Linked DNA regions of Mus musculus: all the other regions are linked to region 3. A link is a contact called in public HiCAR-type and promoter capture Hi-C data. All regions are on one chromosome and are shown on one strand. The core of a region is the stretch at or near the end of the contact, and the rest is flanking DNA. Distances in the headings are between cores, read along the strand shown. Region 1 overlaps Gm34960 (a long non-coding RNA gene). Region 2 has its middle 42 kb from the start of Gm34960. Region 3 holds the start of Fip1l1 (FIP1 like 1 (S. cerevisiae)).

Evidence for each region. Promoter capture Hi-C pulls out the DNA fragments that hold promoters and counts their contacts. HiCAR-type assays count read pairs that join an accessible place to other places.
Region 1: a contact with region 3 is called in a promoter capture Hi-C map of hippocampal neurons, with 2.1 times the contacts expected there. The contact joins the enhancer-like site here to the promoter of Fip1l1 in region 3. A contact is called at or near these places in 3 of 39 promoter capture datasets (hippocampal neurons, liver and maxillary cranial neural crest) and 2 of 115 datasets of contacts at active chromatin or transcription factors (fibro-adipogenic progenitors and neural tube).
Region 2: a HiCAR-type map of fibro-adipogenic progenitors shows a contact between it and region 3, with 4 times the contacts expected there. The contact joins the enhancer-like site here to the promoter of Fip1l1 in region 3. A contact is called at or near these places in 6 of 39 promoter capture datasets (the 3T3-L1 cell line, 3T3-L1-derived adipocytes, cranial neural crest and 3 more), 3 of 484 Hi-C or Micro-C datasets (cerebral cortex, cortical glia and cortical neurons) and 4 of 115 datasets of contacts at active chromatin or transcription factors (astrocytes, embryonic forebrain, embryonic limb bud and 1 more).

Annotation. Positions count from the first base shown.
Region 1 is chr5:73,795,108-73,797,807 of GRCm38.p6, forward strand. It overlaps Gm34960 (a long non-coding RNA gene), which reads right to left. Exons shown (of 3, transcript XR_377026.3): 3 at 2,418-2,700. Among named protein-coding and RNA genes, the nearest start is that of Gm34960, 8.2 kb to the right of the region's middle. Within about 2 kb of position 1,329, at least 17 of the 459 cell types and tissues checked have an H3K27ac peak or open chromatin away from gene starts, as enhancers often do. A contact at or near this core is called in hippocampal neurons, where this site is marked.
Region 2 is chr5:73,760,990-73,763,689 of GRCm38.p6, forward strand. No RefSeq gene overlaps it. Among named protein-coding and RNA genes, the nearest start is that of Gm34960, 42 kb to the right of the region's middle. Within about 2 kb of position 1,297, at least 63 of the 459 cell types and tissues checked have an H3K27ac peak or open chromatin away from gene starts, as enhancers often do. A contact at or near this core is called in cerebral cortex, cortical glia and fibro-adipogenic progenitors, where this site is marked.
Region 3 is chr5:74,534,130-74,536,829 of GRCm38.p6, forward strand. It overlaps Fip1l1 (FIP1 like 1 (S. cerevisiae)), which reads left to right and starts at 1,362. Exons shown (of 18, transcript NM_001159573.2): 1 at 1,362-1,632; 2 at 2,672-2,700. The coding sequence starts at 1,551.

The sequences.
Region 1 (2,700 bases), core at 79-2,578, 740 kb before region 3:
CACACCACCAGATCAGTTACGGCTGGGCCAATGTGTCTTTATACCTGCATCTTTCCCATTGAAAAGTATGTATTTTGGTCCCAGTTGATTTTAGCCTTTGGGACTTGCTTGTTACACCTCAACTGTGGCCTTTATAATGATACCATCTGTTAGAAAGTCTGTTGTGTCAGACTTTATCTATAAGTAGTATCTTATCTAGGATGCTGATGGTAATAAGGTCCATCCATCCTGGCTGCACCTTTATATGTATGTTGTCCTGTCCCAGAGTTCTGACTTCTGAGTCTGTGCTTTGAAATCAAGACCATCGGTCTTGGTCTTGGCCATTGGGCTCTGTTCCATGACATGTAGGGTAGTTCACCTCTCAGCATGTAGGAAATTCACCCATGACTTCTCCGTACTTTTCCTGCAAGACCATAATAGTCAAGCAGACAAACGACAGACCATGATGTCTGGAAACACTTCTTTTCTTTCTATCACATCTTTCCTTCACCCCAGTTTAACCAAGAGAGAGAATGGACACAGAACAGAGCTGAGTAGTACCTATCTGGCAGACTTCTGTGAAAATCAGAATAAGGATATGTGGTATGTATGTGGCAGGGTCTGGAGGAGATCACAGCTCTTTTGAGGCCCACAAGACAATACCACATCAATGCAAACAATTCAGAAATCCCAAAGGCCTCCTTTATCAATTAAAGGAATTTCTTTCTCGCCTGGCAACTAAGTTACATTTCAAACTTATACCTCCTCCTATGCACTGACAACGGCTTGTTTCTGTTGCTCTCCCTAGAGAAAAGGGTTTTCCTTTCTCCCTAGTTATTTTAAGGGACAGTTTCTCAGATTACATTGGAGAGATTAGTTTGTAAACCACAAAGCAAGGACCACATCTGGGTTCATCTCTTAACACTATTCTCCTTGGTTCTAATCAAAATTGCTTAACATATATGTTAACATATAACATATATATATGCATGTACACATACATTATAGTGTATGCCTTCATAGACACCATCTTCACACACACACACACACACACACACACACATTCAATCCTTGATTATTCATGATGCCCCACCAAAAGGTGAGCTTCTACTGAGAACTTGGTGAACCCATCTTTTTATCTGAAATATCTTCACCTCTCTGTACCTGGGCCAACAAAGCTGGATCACATCTAACAAGGTTTTGTTTTGGATTCTGAAGCTGCAGCCTGGTGGGATCTTTCTCCCCCTTTCCTAGCTCTGAAACTGACTGAAAGCAGCAACCCAGGCAGCAGCTGCATGTTATTTCACCATGAAGTGTCCTTGGCAGACTTCTGCTGCTCCATATGGTCGGCAGCACCGGGCTCCAGGAAACCAGCTCCCTCTCCCACTACCACTGGAATTGTTTATGATCCCAGCATGTGTGCTGGAGAGGCAATTGTACAGAAAAGACCCTGGGTTCTGCATCTCTTTCTTCCTTATTAACTTTTATTTGGATAACTTACAGCACTGTCATTTAATGTATGTGTCTCATGTATGTATTCTCTAACCATGGAGGCTGCAAGATACCTTGACTCTAGAAAAGGAAGCCAGGTGTTATAGCAAGAAGTTCAGTGGCTGCTGCACATACAAGGGACTGGTTGATGGCTCGCATACAACAGGTATTTAATCTTACAGTCCAAGGGCTGGAAGTCTGTGGCCTGGGTAGGATGTGATTGGGTTCTGGTGAGATCACTTCTTCAGGATTCAGACTGCTGACTTACCCCAGTGACTTTCCATGGTTAAAAGAGGGTGAGAGAGCTCACTGAGAAGAGCCCTTTCATGATGTCATTAACCCCTCTCATGAGGGCTCACTGGACAGCATGCCTAACTGACTTGAGAGGTTCGTAGACCTAGGAGAGTCCTTGTCTCAAAAACCCAAGCTGGACAGCATCTGAGGAATGATAGCAGAGGCTGTCCTCTGGCCTCCACACATGCACCTGCACCCACACACATAGATTACATGCAGACAGCGTATGCAACTCCCACGTTACAGAGTATATTGCTGGCAGGAGACATCTCTGCCTTAATTAGATACTGAGGAACTGAACATACAACATCTGAAGATTAGCATTTCCAGAGACCAGCATCCAGCTCCAGACACTGAAAACTGATTTCTCCTCTTCCATCCATGTATTTCCAGTGTTGATGCTATAGGAGATCTCTCATCAGAGTAAAGCCTGTCTTGAATGTTCCTTTGGGCCCCAACCCTACTGTGGGCACAAAGATGTTCCCAAACAGGAATGACTAGCAAGAACTTTATTATATCTGGGAATATAGTAAAACCATAAACCCAAAACTATACCCTCTAATTTCTCCAATTTGGATTCTTAAAATCCTCCAGGCAAACCCCTAGCCACCCAGCATGCTGTGGTGTGTGCTTGAATACTCGGTTCTCAGATGGCGGAACTCTTTTAGAAGGTTGTGGAAGATTTTAGGAGGTGGAGTCCTGCTGGGGGAAATGAGTCTCTAGGGACAAGTCCTGAGATTTGATAGTTTGGGTCTTTGTTCTACCTTCTGCTTTCTGAGAATGGATACAATGAGACCTGCTGCCTTATGTCCCTGCTGCCCTGTGTGTGTATGTGTTTATGTATTACAGTATCCCTGTAGATATAGATGAGATGAAACTTATTGGTGAGAAGACTAATGAATGAGACACATTTTGTCTGGTTTTTCAATGCCAGTT
Region 2 (2,700 bases), core at 47-2,546, 770 kb before region 3:
TCTCTCCCTCTCTCTCCCTCTCTCTCCCTCTCTCCCTCTCTCCCTCTCTCCCTCTCTCTCCCTCTCTCTCCCTCTCTCCCTCTCTCCCTCTCTCTCTCCCTCTCTCCCTCTCTCCCTCTCTCCCTCTCTCCCTCTCTCCCTCTCCCTTTCCCTCTCCTCCTCTCTCCCTCTAGCCCCCTTCTGCCACATACACACATACACATACCACAACACACACACACTCATACATACCACACAGAAACACACACACAGGATCATATATTTGAGTACTTGGTTCACACACACAAATACAAACACACACACACACACACACACACACACACACACACACACACACACACACACAGGATCATAGATTTGAATACCCAGCTAGCTGTGCTATTTTAGGAGATTTGGGGACTTTTAAGAGGCAGGGCCTTGTTGGAGGAAGTGGACACAGTGGGGGAGCCCTATGGCATAAGCTTGTAGTTATGACTGAATCTCTTCTGTGTCCTAGACTGCTCAGGTGATGTCACCAGCAGCCCATGCTCCCACTGCCCCAACCGCAGGCTGTGACACTGCCATACCTTTCATATCACATGAGCAAAAAAAAAAAAAAAAAAATCCTTCTTTCTTCAAGTGGTCTCTTCTAGCACTTCTTATACATCATTTTGAGAATCACAACATTTCTTTCTCCAATCCTCAGTTTCCCCCTGTATGAAACACAATGGATGAGTTTCTCTGACGTCCTCTTAGGGTAATGATGCAAAAGTGAATGAGATACCGCATAGGGTTTTCCATGCTGTGGTTTCTCTCCCTCGCATCCATCCCTAAGCCTGAGATGCTTCGTTTCAGCGAGGCTCCATGGGTTTGTGCACTAGATGTCAGCAGAGCTCCACCGTTCAATTGGCCCTGCGTTGGAGGGGGGGGGGTGTTCTATTCATGGAAAACACTTCCCAAATGTTCTCATTGTGCTTTGCTGAGCCTGCAGTCCTGTCTCTGCCCTGCACCCACCCCACCCATCTGGCTAGAATTCCCTGTCAGCACAACTGGCCACTGTGTTGAAGCTTCCCACTCAGGGTTTCTGGAGAAATTCCTCTAGTATTCTTATTCTCCAAGCATTCGTTCAGAAAGCATGAAACCCAAGAGGGGATTAAAAAAATTTTTTTAATGCAGGGCAACATCACAAAGGATACTTGCTGCAGACAAAGTCAATGCTGTTCCAATTAAGCGTTTCTGTGCTCCATCCTTCTTCAGTGTCCAGTTGTCACAGCCACGTTTCAAGGTTCCTCTCTGGTAACAATTGGAGCTTGAAGCAGAAACTCAAGAGCTGGCTTTGTGTGTCCCAGAAGCACTCACTCATCAAGCAAAACTTCTTCTACAGCTGTGGTTCTCAACCTTCCTAACGCGGTGACCCTTTAATATACTTCATGTTGTGGTGACCCCAGCCTTAACATTATTTTCCTTGCTACTTTATGACTGTAATTTTACTACTGTTATGAATTGTAATGTAAATATGCAGTGTATCTGACATGTGACCCCCCCAAAGGGGCCATGACCCACAGGTTGAGAATCAGTGGTCTACTGAGAAGAAGAAATATCTTAGACCCTTGGGTGGTCTTGCTTAAGCACATGGGCTTTAGAGCTATGTCCTTCTTTTGGAAAAAAAAAAAAAAACTATGTCTTTCCTTGCTAAAGGTTTGGCCTCCTGCTGGGTGGGATGTGGGTTGGAGGCTGCTGGGTTAAAACAGGACCATGTTTTGGCTTCTTCAGCCCTGGCAATCTTGCTGATATCATTGTTGCTCCTTACACTGGCAGCAACATCATTTCCCTGCATGCTGACAAAGTGCAAGATGCGTTTAGAATTTGCTTTCCTTCGGAGAATGAAGGGTATTCAGCATTCAGTGTCTGACATTGCCTGAGATTGCCACTTCACATATATAACATGGAGACCACAAAGGCACACTGCTACGCACAGGCTACACAAGCTTTCTCTTTCCGAAGGTTGCTCTTCTCACATGAGACGGTCCCACCGGTTTATTTTCTATTCCATTTAATTTTCTTGTAGAAGCTTGAGAAGGATTTCATCGTATTTTTATTGAGCACCTATTATGAAATAGGCCCTGAGCTAGTTGCTGAAGACAGCCCCGCCCCCTCCAAGTCTCTGGTTGGCAGGTACGTGAATATCAGGTATCTCTGGTGACTAGCTGGAGACCTGGGATGGGAGAGGATATGGGGAGTCTATTGAGGTGACCCTCACTTCAATTCCTACCAGAGGGGGCCATAGAGACTGATATTGGCGCTTTAACTGAAACATGAACCAGCATTGATTAGCTTGAGAAGGAAGGAGTTCATTTAAGACAAAGACCCCATGACAGGAGGGCACACAACATGGTGATACATACATTTAACCCCAGCACTCAGAAGGAAGGTCTCTGGGAGTTCCAGGCCAGCTTGTTCTACATATTGAGTGCCAGGGTAGCCAGGCTATATTGGGCTATATAGTGAAGCTACTTTGTCTCAAACACACACACACACACACACACACACACACACACACACCCCAGTGCATGCATGTGTGTGCGTGTATGTGTGCTTGTGTGTGTATGTGTGTGGTGGTGGCTCAGACAATGAGACAGTGATCTACCAAACAATAGACACCACAGTAGAGGATCCAGCATGTGAGCCAGCTAATGAGTTCAGAGTTAGAAAGGTGGAGAG
Region 3 (2,700 bases), core at 112-2,611:
AGTTAAACAAGACGAAGGCAGATTTGGCCTAGTGAAGATTCTGGGGAAAGTGGCTATGTAGTCAATAAGACTTGTGGTCTAAAAGAGAGTTTAGCTCTGCTCTACTCCCCTCACCCCAACCCTGCTCACCCCATCTGCATACTCAGTTTATCTACATTTGCCTTTCACTCTACTCCAAATGCAGTTGGGTGCCTGGAACTTCTCTGTCTCTGGGCCTTTTGCATGTTCCTAATCTCCTTGTCAAGTAGCCCCCATGCAGAAACCCACAGAGCTTACAGCCCTTCTCCATTAAGGGATCTACTTATTTTAATTAATTAATTAATTACCACGTGATATTAGATTATACCTCCCTTTTAATCACTTGGCCGTGGGTCTTTTTACAGCTACTATTATTTTTAAATCCTTATCAACATGATGTGTCTATCATCTTCCATTAGAATAAAGGCTTCATGAAAGAAAGGATTTTTTTTTTAACCGCCAATCTATATAGTCTTGAAGAGTTCCTAGTACTTGGGTAGACTTTCATACATATTTGTTGAATTCAGGGAAGATTTTTACGAGGAAATTGTACACAGAAGTTGAAACAATTTAAGAATTTCCTACAGGGGAACAGGGCATAGCAAACAAGAGTTCAAAACTAAGAAGAATTAAAACCCTCGTGATCTACTCAGGTAACGAGGAATCAAGTGATACAGATAAAGTCTAACGCTCGACCCTCCTCATCAATCACTAATTAAGAAAATGCCCTGCAGGTTTGTCTACAGCCCGATCTTATGGAGGTATTTTCACAACCAAGGTTCCCTCCACTCAGATGACCAGTTTAAGTAACTTAAATAAAACTTTCCGGCCACAGAGTCTCCCTGTATAGCCCAGGCTATCCTGGAACTCACTATGTAGACCAGGGTGACTTGTCTCTGCCTACCAAGTGCCACTATGCCCAATACTAATAATTTTTTAAACAAAGAGAACGCATCCTTTATATATTAAATTTTTCTTTTGTTGGTTGTTAAAATTTCGACGAATTGACAATTGTGGTTCAGTCAAACCCGTGCGGGATGCTGGCCTTCAGGATTTTAAAATAGACTAGTGGAGGGAGAAAGGCAACAGGGACAGAAAAGAACAATGGTGTAGCAAAGGGAACTGGGGAGTGGGAGGAAGGTTGGGGGAAGGGAACTTCAAAGAAGACCAGAAGCCCCAGAGAAAGCCACTCTTGAGAAGCTAAGCTAGAATCCTTGGGGTGGGGCGGGGAGGGGGAGGAGCCAATCGCGCGGCGCTTGCGCAATGAGAGGCCCAGGTGCCCGCCGCCGCGGAAGCGTAACCACCTAGAGACGCCGCGCCGCTTGGGTGCCTGCGGCGCATGCGCAGACGGATCGGTCGCTGACTCTTCAGGGTCGCCGCCTCCACCGAGGTTGGCCCCAGATTTGAGTCTCGCGCTCTTCGTTCGCTTACCGGCGGCTTCCCTCCCATTCTCGCGCCCTGGGACGGCGAGGCTGGAAAAAGGGGTTGAGAGAGCTGTTGGCCGCCGCCTTTAACTTGTGCGTGGGGCGGCCATGTCGGCCGGCGAGGTGGAGCGCCTGGTGGAGCTGAGCGGCGGGACCGGAGGGGATGAGGAGGAAGAGTGGCTGTATGGCGGTACGGAACTTCCTGTCTGTCTCCCCGGTTCTCTCTGGCCTTCCTCCCAGCGTTTCAGGCCCAGGCGTCCGAGGCCTCTCGTATTGGCCCTAACCGGCCTTGGTTAGGCCGAGTGCGGCCTGCTCCCGGCCTTCGCCCGGACCCGCAGGCACTCACCGCGCGGTGGACGCGGGCCAAGGAGGCCGGGCAGCCCTGCGTCGCCCTCCTCCGCACCGCCCGGGCCTCCTCGCTTCTGCGCTCTCTATTCATGCTCTTTATCGATTCTGAGCCGCTTTGGTGTCTCTCTTGCTCAGTGGCTATGGGGTGCCCCTCCTCGTCCCTTTCTTTCAGAAACCGTCATTCTGTAATAGCAGCTAAATAAAGTCAGTGCAATGAAACTAACGTCTTGTTTCTTGATGGTCAGTTTGTATGGGATGCACCTGCAAGGGTACCTCCTTGTCTGAAAGTCGTGCTTTAAAAGTATTAATTAAAAGAAACAGATGAAATACACTGTGGTCCATAAAGAAAACCCTGAATTGTGGCCTGTATTAAGGTGAAGTGTTTTGTTTTTGTTTTTATTTTTTGTTTTTTGCTTTTTAAAGAGCCCTGTATAGTCCACGTCATAGTTGTATCTCGTGACTCTTCCCATAGGCTTGTATTCGGTGTTTTGTGTTTGTGTCCCCAAATTTAATGCGTCATGTACTTTGTTTTTGTAGGGGACATGTCTGATGTCTGAGTTTTAACTTTAAGTCGTAATCCCCCTTGGCTGTTATACCAGATTTGAAAGTATTTTGTTCTTTCCTAGAGCATACATTCTTGACATAAATTTCATAGATTATATAAAAGTGAACGTTAGCGTCTTAAGCAGCCTTTTAGTAATGAAACTCCGATAAACTTGTAAAATTGATTATTTCTTTAGTGGAAAGACAGCATCGGTACTACCCTTAAAATGTGAAATGTGTGGGGTTTCTCTTAGCATGATGTGTAAATCCCCTTGTATTTCTTTCCATAAGAGATGTGTCTTGCTTATGAAGTGATCTAACTTTGGCTATGCTTGTAGGCCCGTGGGACGTGCATGTGCACAGTGAC